Linked DNA regions of Hordeum vulgare: region 1 is linked to region 2. A link is a contact called in public Hi-C data. All regions are on one chromosome and are shown on one strand. Each heading gives the region's core, a stretch centred on a gene start, on an enhancer-like site or on the middle of the called end of the contact. The rest is flanking DNA. Distances are from core to core; before and after follow the strand shown.

The links. A called contact is a pair of places that touch in the nucleus more often than the background predicts.
Region 1: a Hi-C map of leaf shows a contact between it and region 2, with 3 times the contacts expected there. The contact joins the promoter of LOC123398538 here to the promoter of LOC123398536 in region 2. A contact is called at or near these places in 3 of 6 Hi-C or Micro-C datasets (leaf and seedling).

What each region holds. Positions count from the first base shown.
Region 1 is chr5H:456,735,364-456,740,729 of MorexV3_pseudomolecules_assembly, reverse strand. LOC123398538 (protein disulfide isomerase-like 2-3) reads right to left here and starts at 3,899. Exons shown (of 9, transcript XM_045093001.1): 1 at 3,706-3,899; 2 at 3,451-3,609; 3 at 2,290-2,403; 4 at 1,489-1,673; 5 at 767-866; 6 at 1-67. The coding sequence starts at 3,825.
Region 2 is chr5H:456,494,998-456,500,133 of MorexV3_pseudomolecules_assembly, reverse strand. LOC123398536 (1-aminocyclopropane-1-carboxylate oxidase 1-like) reads right to left here and starts at 3,687. Exons shown (of 2, transcript XM_045092999.1): 1 at 3,396-3,687; 2 at 2,083-3,256. The coding sequence starts at 3,515. The coding sequence ends at 2,414.

The DNA.
Region 1 (5,366 bases), core at 2,650-5,149, 240 kb before region 2:
TGTCCTTATCGGCACCAAATACCAAAATAGTTGGAAAACCTTCTACCTTGTACTTGCTCATCAAGGACTGCAAAATTCACAAGTCAAGAAAATATACTTGCAATATCCACTCAAGAAAGAAGCTGGATGGTAGGCCCAACGAACTATTGGTGGCACATGCATGCATGCTTTCACATTGTCGAGTTTCAACTCTAACTATACTGATAGTCTGATGCACTGCCTGGAACATTTCGATTATGTTTAATCTTCTGATTGACCTATTAAAGTTCAAAGTATTGTAGTATAGCATGTCATCATGTTAAAGTGGCACCTCAAACAAAACATGGACGATAACTCAATCAAATGGCTGGTGGATAAGTTAGCCAACTGAAGCTTTCCTCAATAAAATTTCCAAGAGAACCACAGTTATTTGCTGGAAGACTCCAGCATTTGTATGATATATGACCCCAGAGTGATAATGCTGAGTTAATTTCATTATAAAATTGCAATAACTACAAAAGAACACTTCATTCCAGTCTTGCTGATCACAATAATGCCAAGAACTCAGCAAGATTTTCAAACCAAATGTTACTTGACAACAATTTCACTTGTATAATTTCACTTTTTAGTGAAATGAAAGTGCAGATTCATTAGTATGGCAAATACATTGCAATTTAAGCTGTAAAATTGACTTGAAATATATGCTTTCCTTAAAGGAGGAAATGCAAGGGATGCATTCAACCAGAAGATGAAAATGGTAAATGAGAATATAATCCCAAGGTCGTACCTTATCAGAGTCACAATCAACATGGCCTAGTTTCACTTGACCCTTCAAGTTCTTTGCAGCCCTTTTCCATTCAGGAGCCAATTTCTTGCAGTGCCCACACCTAAATAAGAAAAACAATATAGGCGGCGAGACAAAGAATGTATTCAGTTAACAGGATTTACTCTCAATAGACAAGTAACAGAAATATGATACTAAAAGTCCAATACATCAAACAAATGGATTAACTTGTAAAATGTGATTAACGTATAGGAACAGTAGAAGAGATCAGAGAAAGCTTAATGAACCAAATCAAACAAGATCACATGGAAATGGCTTATCTCTATTTGCAACCGATGAAAGGGGATGTATCGGCTCTAACTGTAGCATCATGTGAGCTCGTGTGGTCTAGTTAAAATGTAGGCCTCAAATATGTCAATCAAAATCACGAACTTATTATTCTCTTTTTCTTGACAAGGAAGGTTAAACCTCCTAGCCTCTACATTCTCAGATGCAAATAATCATAGAAACTTAAATTTCTATGGTTTGGCTATAACTGAAACTTCTGAAGACCTATAGTTAATCAAGAATGTGCTAGAGTATACCTAAGAAATAACAAGAGATGACTACATCGTGCACAATTATGTATGTAATTTTCTCTTAACTTGCAGAAAAAAAAAGTTACACTCAATAACAAGCAAAGAATCAAGTAACATGATGAACAATACGTGTATTGAGCTACATACCATGGTGCAAAGAACTCGACAATCCAAAGATCCTTGCTTTTGATAACGAGTTCGTCAAAGTTACTCGAATTCAATTCTACTGATTCATTTGGTTCGTTTTTCTTCTCACTTGAGCCACCAGAGGTTTTGCTACTTGAACCTCCTGATGCCTTACCATCCAACCTATCTCTGAGAAGACCTTTGACCTGTGCATCATAAAACAAATAAATATTTTCCCTTGTATTGAAAGTGGAAGCTCACATCTTTTGCAACATAACTGACAAATTCGTACAACATAATACAGTATACAGAATGAAGATTCTCGATTCACAGCATGCACCAGTGATGACCGACGAACAATTAAATTGAAACACATGACATGTTGAAGAAACTCAAGTCAGCTAACATTAGTGTGGGTAATTACTGAACTTCAGAGAATAGTAAAAACTAAGAAGTATCCTTGCAAGCTAAGCTACGAAGAGTGGCTGCCTCAAAGTCATTAGGAGAAGTTGATAAGTAGAATCATGGGCTACCCGAGACAACATTTTCAGCCAACAGAAAGATGGGACTTGTTGTCCATAGTATTATCTCCTGTAAGATCTGAAGTTATTTAAGTGGATATAAATTTTATTCTTCACATTCAGACAAAGCAGATAATGACTCCAGGGAAAAGGATGTACATATTGGTGGAGTAGCAGAGGAAACATAACATCAAAGGCATAAACAACTTGTGCAACATAAAAAAGTGCAATTGAGAATACATCATGCAAATTAGTGGAACAAAATAAAATTGCAAGACAAAGAGGGTTTCCTGCAACTGACCTGCGACAGAGCAAAATTTACAATGGGCTTTACATCTCTTGCTCCTTCATAATCCACTGGCGGCTTGCCAGGGAGAAATACTTTTATGGTTGGGAATCCCCGTATTCCATATTGCTGCAAAAGTAACACAATTCATCACGAACCATATTAGTAGCATTCCATAGAAGTAGTTATAAATTCTAATTATAAAAACCAGATATTTTGTGTGATTGTCATTAATTTAGAATATAAACTGTTTAAGAAGTGACGTCAGGCATATAATTGTAGAGGAAAGCAAAAGAAGGTAGTCCAGATGCATGTTGCCTAAGTTAGTTCTAACTAAAGTATTCATTGCCTCAGTATAGACTTGATGTTCACCCATCTGGCCCTACCTATCAGTCTGCTACAATAAACACAACTTAAAACCACGCTGTAATTAATAGCCTACAATCATCAATAGTAATGCACATGTGGAACACGAGATAGTTTGGAGGAATTGTTGTGGTTACGCTGCACTGCAGGTATATTGGTAAAGCCATAACGGTCTTAATTCACAGTCAATGTCTTGCTTGTTTTCTTTAATTGGGGGTATCCATCTTTGTGCGATAACATTTGGGATAAGAGTGATTTGATACAAAAAATAATTTCTGGCACACAAAAAAACCATAGAACGCTAAGAAACAAACTTGTAGGCAATGATAGAATGGCAACATATCACCCTAAAGTTGCACAATTCGTTGGATTTTGGCCTCTGTATATACTTAACAAAGATTTGAAAACAAAACCAGGCTAGTAATCAACTGGGAGGACACCAAAACAGCATTAGCAAGAGACCAAATCCTGATTACTGATAAGGCCTTGTCAAACTGTATCTTTCTTCAGCAGAATTCAAATTTATTTACTATATAAAAGCATCGAACCACCTAAGTAAAATTTAGTAATTTACTGTCTGAACTACAATGTCCCACTATAAGTGCATTATTTTGGTACTGCGCTTGTTAATGTCTTTCCATCCACCAAAATGGTACGGCCGATGCACTAGTAAAGCAATTATACGGTAACAATCGATAAATTACTGTGATATCGCTGCTACCGATGCCGAGATCACATCAGGAAACAAGCAGATCAGCACGCACATGTGGAGTGTGGGCGGGTCAAAAGGAAACGAGAGGGCGTGCTCACCTGCGCAAGCTCCTTGTGCGCGTCGGCGTCGAGCGCGGCGACTGTGGCGACGCCCTTGAGGACGCCGGCGGCCTTCTCCCAAATCGGCGTCAGCTGCTTGCAGTGCCCGCACCACGGCGCGAAGAACTCCACCAGCACCACCCCGTTCGCGTTCAACACCTGCGAGCAAGCGAATGGCGACACGCCCCTCGGTGGTCAGAGGGGAGCTCAAATGGGAGAGGAGCCGATCTGGAGACGGGGGAGGAGAAGCGATACCTTCTTGAAGTTGTTGGGGTTGAGCTGGAGGACCGGGGAGCCGGCGGAGTAGAGCGCGGCCGCCGGGGAGGCCGCGGCGGCGAGGAGAAGGAGGAGGGCGGCGAGGATGGCCGGACGCATGGCGTCGTCGAGAAGCTTCTGGAAGCCGGAGGGGGGACTGGATGGTGGCGATCGATCGGCTGCGTCACCGGGGCGTGGTGGTGCGGATTTAAGTTTGCTCGCGAGAGACGAGACGAACGCGTGTGCGGACCAATCGTGCGCGTCCACGTCTGGTGCTCTGCCACGTCGGAAAGGTTTCGCTCGCTTGGCGCGACGCGATTGGTTCCGACCGTGGCAAGGTTGGAGGACTGGGTGCACGGTTGGAGGGAAGACACTCTGTGTTTCTTTTTGTTGAGAAATCTGGCCTTTTTATTGATTGACAATGACAATGTTCATAGGTACACGATTGGGTCGTGGGGAAGCCCAATCACACATGTCTACTTACACTAAGATTACATGCTAACTTGACGAGATTATGAGCCTTGAAGTTGTGAGCTCTAGACTCATGAACGAAATTACAAAAAGCAAAACTAGCTATATGGTTCATTATTTCATGCACTATAGTAGGTAGCATGAGGACCTCCCGTCCCCTGTTGATGTCGTTCACCACTTGTAGACAGTCCGATGTCATCCTCAGATTTTGCATAAGAAGATCATCTGTCAGAGCGAGTGCTTCCCTAGATGCAAATGTCTCAAGCATTGTTGGGTCGGAAATACCTCGAAACACCATAGCAGAGGATCTGAGGTACTCTCCAGTGTGATCGAGGCATATGGCTGCCACCGCTTCACCATGTCTGTTTTGTGCAACCGCCCCATCTGTATTAATTTTCACCATGCCCTCTGGTGGAGCAAGCCATATAGCAATGACATTCTGGCATGTCCTCGTGCTATGCGTTGTCACCGGTTTGGAGATCTGTTCCGCTCGCTAAGATATGATTGAACAAAAGATGATGTTTGCCTCGATGATTGGAGTATACCTTCATATATAGCTTGACGTCGTGCGTACCAGATCGATCAAAGTGTGACCACCATCTCCGTGAACCTGCCTTGGTTGAGGTTCTCGTTCAACTCGAGGACACTCTAGGTGGATCTATTCATCGCGAAGATGGGCCTCGGGCGTGTTCTTGTTCGAATTTGTGGGCAATGCGCTTCGGGCGTGTTGCTGGGTTTTTCCCTCTTGTTTCAGTTTTAGTGATCTCGTCAAGAGTAAAGATGATGATCAACGAGGGCAAATCCTATCTGCCGCTTGTTGCGGTAGATTTTCATTGAAGAGACATCCAAGGCGTTGGCTCAGAAACCGACACTCAAATGTGACAACACGTGGGTCGGCCCGCTAGGCTCACCGTTCGACTTGGGAAAAAGTTCATGAATTATTAAAAAAATCCAAAACTTGAGAAAAAGTACGCAATATACGGAAAATTTTGAAAATGGTTCATGAATTTGGAAAAGCTCAGGATGTGAAAAAAGATGAAAAGAAAAAATAACTGAAAAATGAGCGAAAACAAAAAGGTCAGGTTAAAAATACCAGAAACGAAAAACAAACTGAAGCTTCTTAAAACTTCCGAAAACCGTTCGGAGCTTCAAAGAAATGTGCGTGAATAGATGGGACAACCCACTAAATC
Region 2 (5,136 bases), core at 2,438-4,937:
TGCTGCACAGAGATATCCTAGGTGTGGTTGAATTGAAAACTCAGCTGCTAAGACCAATAAATATTCTTTGGCTCCCCTTATGTTGAATTAATAAATCAGGATGTAATACTACCTGTGAAGATTGTTGCAATCCCCTATACTTGTGGTTATCAAGCGTCTCCATGGGAGGTGGTTTTGCCGGTGCTTCAGTGCCCCTAGGTCAAGAAAGGACTCGACTTTTGATGGCTCTATATTTTATGCATTTTTACAGATCATTTGTTGTATGTTCTCTCCATATATCTTATACCATTGAACCAAAAGTTATCCATTATGCATGATAACTGTTTTTTACACTTTGCGTATTAGTATTTTTTATTTGGTTTTTATTAGTTCTCTTTGTTTTCTTGTTTCTACAGTTGTTTTGGAGTAACCTAGGACCAAGCACAATAAAAAGGCCAAACATGAGTTCGATAGGGAGGATTACTACACAATACTTAGGCACTTGGAAGGTCCAATTTTTTTCTAGAGTGCCATAAATCAAGATCGAACACCACCGACATGTCGATGTTGCTCTCATAATTCTGGCGAGTCTAAGGACGTCGAAAAAGAAGTTCGTGTGAGGAAGTTACCGTTGTTTTACTGAAGGAGTCCAGAGCCGATGATAGAATCTCGTACGATCGTGCGAGGTCGTAGTAGTGTTGGTACCACACCCACACAACTCAAAAGTTGCCTCACTGGACGAGATTCTTCACCGATTTCGTCCTCATTTGTTCCCACACGATTCTTTGCCAGTAAGTAAGGGTTGGGGGGAGGATTTGACTCGCCTTGGGCCCATGGATCAAAGGAGGCAACCTACATCTACGAAGGAGGCTTGAGGAGAGGCCTTATAAATACCTCTCCAAGCCTAACCGCCGCCACCACCACGCATTCATCCAAGATCCATCTCTATTACTGATCAATCTCCATCACCATATAAGAAGGGGCAAGTCCAAGGGAAGATGAGGAGGCTCCACCATTGCGTGCATCGGCTTTTGGTTCGGTGCCATCTCCAACGCGCTTGCACGGGAGCCGCCCTCATCACCACCAATGTCGACACCACCATCATCATTATCACCACCACCGGCGTTGCCGTCTCCCTCACCACCATGCCTTCTCTCTTGGTCGGCTCGATGACGGTTTGTAACTTGACCCTTCCTTTTGTGTCGTACATTTACATATTTGAGTAGTTTTACTAGTTCTTTGGGATATGGATGAACTCTTTATGCGACCAATTATCATATGTTCATGTTCGAGTTAGTAGGCTTCACGCATGTTGAGAGGATGCCTTGCTCGCATTATTTCCTTGTTCCCGTGAAGAATTGTCGTTGTAGAGGTTAGGATGTCGAGGTAATAAGAGGTGACAATAAAGGCCTCAATTTCATGCCTTCGCAATTGATACATGAATAATGGAGAACCCTTGGTCCACATTCGAGTTAGTAGGCTTCACGCATGTTGAGAGGATGCCTTGCTCGCATTATTTCCTTGTTCCCGTGAAGAATTGTCGTTGTAGAGGTTAGGATGTTGAGGTAATAAGAAGTGACAATAAATGCCTCAATTTCATGCCTTCGCAATTGATACCTGGATAATGGAGAACCCTTGGTCCACGTTCGAGTTACTACCTCCGTCACGGTTTAGAAGGCACAATTAAATTTGCGTGCATTTCCACAATAGACAAGGTTTAAGGCGCATTGCATTTACTCCTAGCTTTTAATTAGTACTCTGTTGTACTACTTTTATATGCATGCATAGTGTGAATGCTATTTTTTAACTCATTTCACAGCCAATCAATAACCACCTAGGTTCTAGAGAATTTTCATGCACGTCTTCTAAACCGTGACGAAGGGAGTAGTAGGCTTCACGCATATTGGGAGAAGAGTACATTATGATTTATGCGGTCGGCCAAACCTGACGCAGAAAATATTGGCAACGCATGTTCCGGGCGAATAATGGTGGCATGTCTCTCTTCTCCCAAACCAAAACGGCAAGTAGAAGTTTAGTCCATCACGATTCTGCCGTGTTGGCGTGATGGTGGCAGCACCCTGTCAAGTGTCAAGAGCTGTAGTATTCTCACGCAAGGAGGCAACACGCAAATATTAAAAGAGACAACCGATACGATGCCCCAGGAATAAGAACAGACACGGTACATTACATTACATTACATTACAGCACAGCTCTCATGCTGGTCGGAAGCAGCACAACACAGCGAAAATGACAAAATGCTAACGTACATATCCTAGCTAGCTAGACGTAGCACGCAGCCAGCAGGCCCGTTTATTCGACACCAGACAGTACTAGACGTACGAACTCTCTCAAGCATCCAATGCGTCATCGTCTCTCGACCAATAACCGAGGCCACGTACGGAGAGCAGAGCAAGGGAGTACGTCGTTGTTGCTATTAGGCGGTGGCGATGAGGTTGGAGCTCTGCCTCTCCACGGACTTGAAGGCCTCGAACCTGGGCTCCTTGTCCTCGAACTTGTGGCGCACGTACAGCTTCATGTAGTCCTCGAACACGAACTTGGGGTACGCCCCGCCAGCCGCCTCCGCCAGCGCCGGCGCCGGGAAGATGACGGCGTCGCTGGCCGGGTTGTAGAAGGAGGCGATGGACATCCGGTTGCCGTCGGTCTGCGCGACCACGCGGTGGAGCACGCTCTTGTACCTGCCGTTGGTGATCACCTCCAGCTGGTCGCCCAGGTTGACGACGATGGAGTGGCGCGTGGGCGGCACGTCCACCCACTCGCCGTCCTTGAGCAGCTGGAGCCCGCCGACGCGGTCGTCCTGGAAGAGCAGGATGATGCCGCCGGCGTCGGTGTGGGCGCGGAGGCCCTTGACGAGGTCCGGGCGCGGGCACGGCGGGTAGCTGCTGACCTTGGTGCCGAAGGTGGGGACGCCCTTGGAGCCACGGAACGCCCGCGTGAGGTACCCTTTCTCGAGGCCGAGGTTCTCGCAGAGCAGGTCCAGCAGCCGCTCCGCCAGCGTCTCCAGCTCCGACGCGAACCGCTTCATCACCCGCCTGTACTCGTCGTCGAGGTCGGGTATCTCGGCGATGTTGGGCTCCGGGAGGTGGCGCACGAAGAAGGTGCTCTCCCAGTCCAGGTTCTCCGCCGCCCTGCCGCCGCCGTCCTCCAGCGTCTTGCTCGCGAACTCGAGGAACCTCTGCTCGCGCACCCTCTTGTAGTGCCCCTTGGTCATCCTCTCCACCTCGTCCATCAGCTCCGTCGAGATGCCGTGGTCCAGAACCTGCACGGTACACGCACGCGCCACAAGAGCAAAGCAAAATCAACGTACAACTCGATAGGAACGGCACGAAACTATTCATGCACCTTTGTTCATGAAAGGTGTACTTGTTGATCGAAGTTATGGAGTTGCTTATTATCACCTGGAAGAATCCCCAGTTCTCGCATGCGTCATGCAGCAGGTCCATCGCCGCCGGCCGCTCCTCCCCGCCCCCGGCCAGCAGCCCCATGTCGATGATCGGGAACGACGAAGCCGGCGCCATTAATTCCTAGCCCTCGAGTTCGCGCTGCGGCGCCTGGTCAGTGCTTGAGCTGATCCCAGGTTGCTGCTCTATGGCTTCTCTGCAAGCGCTCGCTGTGTGTTTGAGTGGTGTGAGTGAAAATGCAGCGGGGAGGGTGCGTGATTTATAGAGGCTCGTCGCCGGCCCGGCGGTGGCGCCAATCAGAAGCAAGGCATGGTACGTAGAGTACTCCATTGATGCGCGCCGTAAGTGTAACCTGACCGTATCAGTGCTGGGGACTGTTAACTCCGGTGGTTGACCGGGCGGAGACCAGGCCATGTGGGATATGCGCCATGCGCGTGCTGGATCGTGGATCTGTCGTCGGGCACGGAATTATTTGGCCCCCGCCGTATCGCCCATTGCTCGTCACCCTACCCTGGCTCCCACTCGCCGGCACCCGACGACAGTGTTTTACTTCTGCTCTTCCGTAGCGATAGCTTTCCCAGTACTCCTACGAAGCATGTGCATGTAGCCATTGGCATTGAATGAATCGTTGTGCGAAATGTTGGGTGGCGGTCACGGCTGGCTAACGTAGCGATTAAGATTAATCTGATGAGACGAGTGAGATTGCCAAAGTTAGTGTCAGGCGACGGGAGGATTGGCTAGCAAAAACTAGTAGCATAGCATGCGTTAGGCTGGCAACGCATGCATGTGCAAGCAATAGCAACCTTAAGCTTTTCCTTGGCCCATATATATATATGTAATGCAGCAAAATGTAAGATCGCCGTCGCCCATATGCATGACCGCCTGATGACAAACATCCTCCAAGCTGTCAGCACGGAGCAGGTCGAGGTGCACCACGTAGCCATAACATGCAGGAATTTAATGTGTCGGTTGGGGCGAACGAATCACCCAACAGTAGGGGGCACCCTCAAACAGGAAATGAACATTAGAAAAGTCTCGTGCCTTTGACCAGCTATATCGATCCAGTAGCATAACACGTAGACGTAATGCAGAGTTTGACCGGCCCGGTCAGGCGATCGATCTAGCACAGAAAAAGACCCGCGTCACATTAACATAGCCTATAAACATTCGTTTAGCTATAGATCTTCTAGTTTTTGAGACTATGTTTCCAGATTTTATTTCTCATGCCCTTGTAAATGACACATGGTACAAACGTAAGCGTTCATATACATGCACATACACTCACTTTTATAAACGCACACACGCACACCATATCCCTATGAGCATCTTTGAAAGATTGAGCATGCATTTCACCGTACGCATCTCGTCGTCGACGAAAACGTCTCCTCCCACAAAAACGTATCGTCGGATATCTTGAAATAAAGTCTTGTTGTTTCAAGAAAAAAAACATAGCCCTTAAACTTACGGACGTCTCCCTCCATGTAGATAAAAGTTACGGACACGAACACAAGGCGGCAAAGCATGTCACGCTTCTCTCTCTTTATTTTGCTTGAGGTACATGCGATGTCACGCATCTCTCGATATATCAGTGGGTGCCAAATCACTCTCCGGTCCCCGTCGTCGTCTACCTCACCCCCGCATGCACCTGCTCCTGTAGCACGTAGTACTACATAGTACCACCAGCAATAGACGACGTAGTCCATGTCCATCCCGTGCGCCCGTGCCCGCGGTGGTCCGG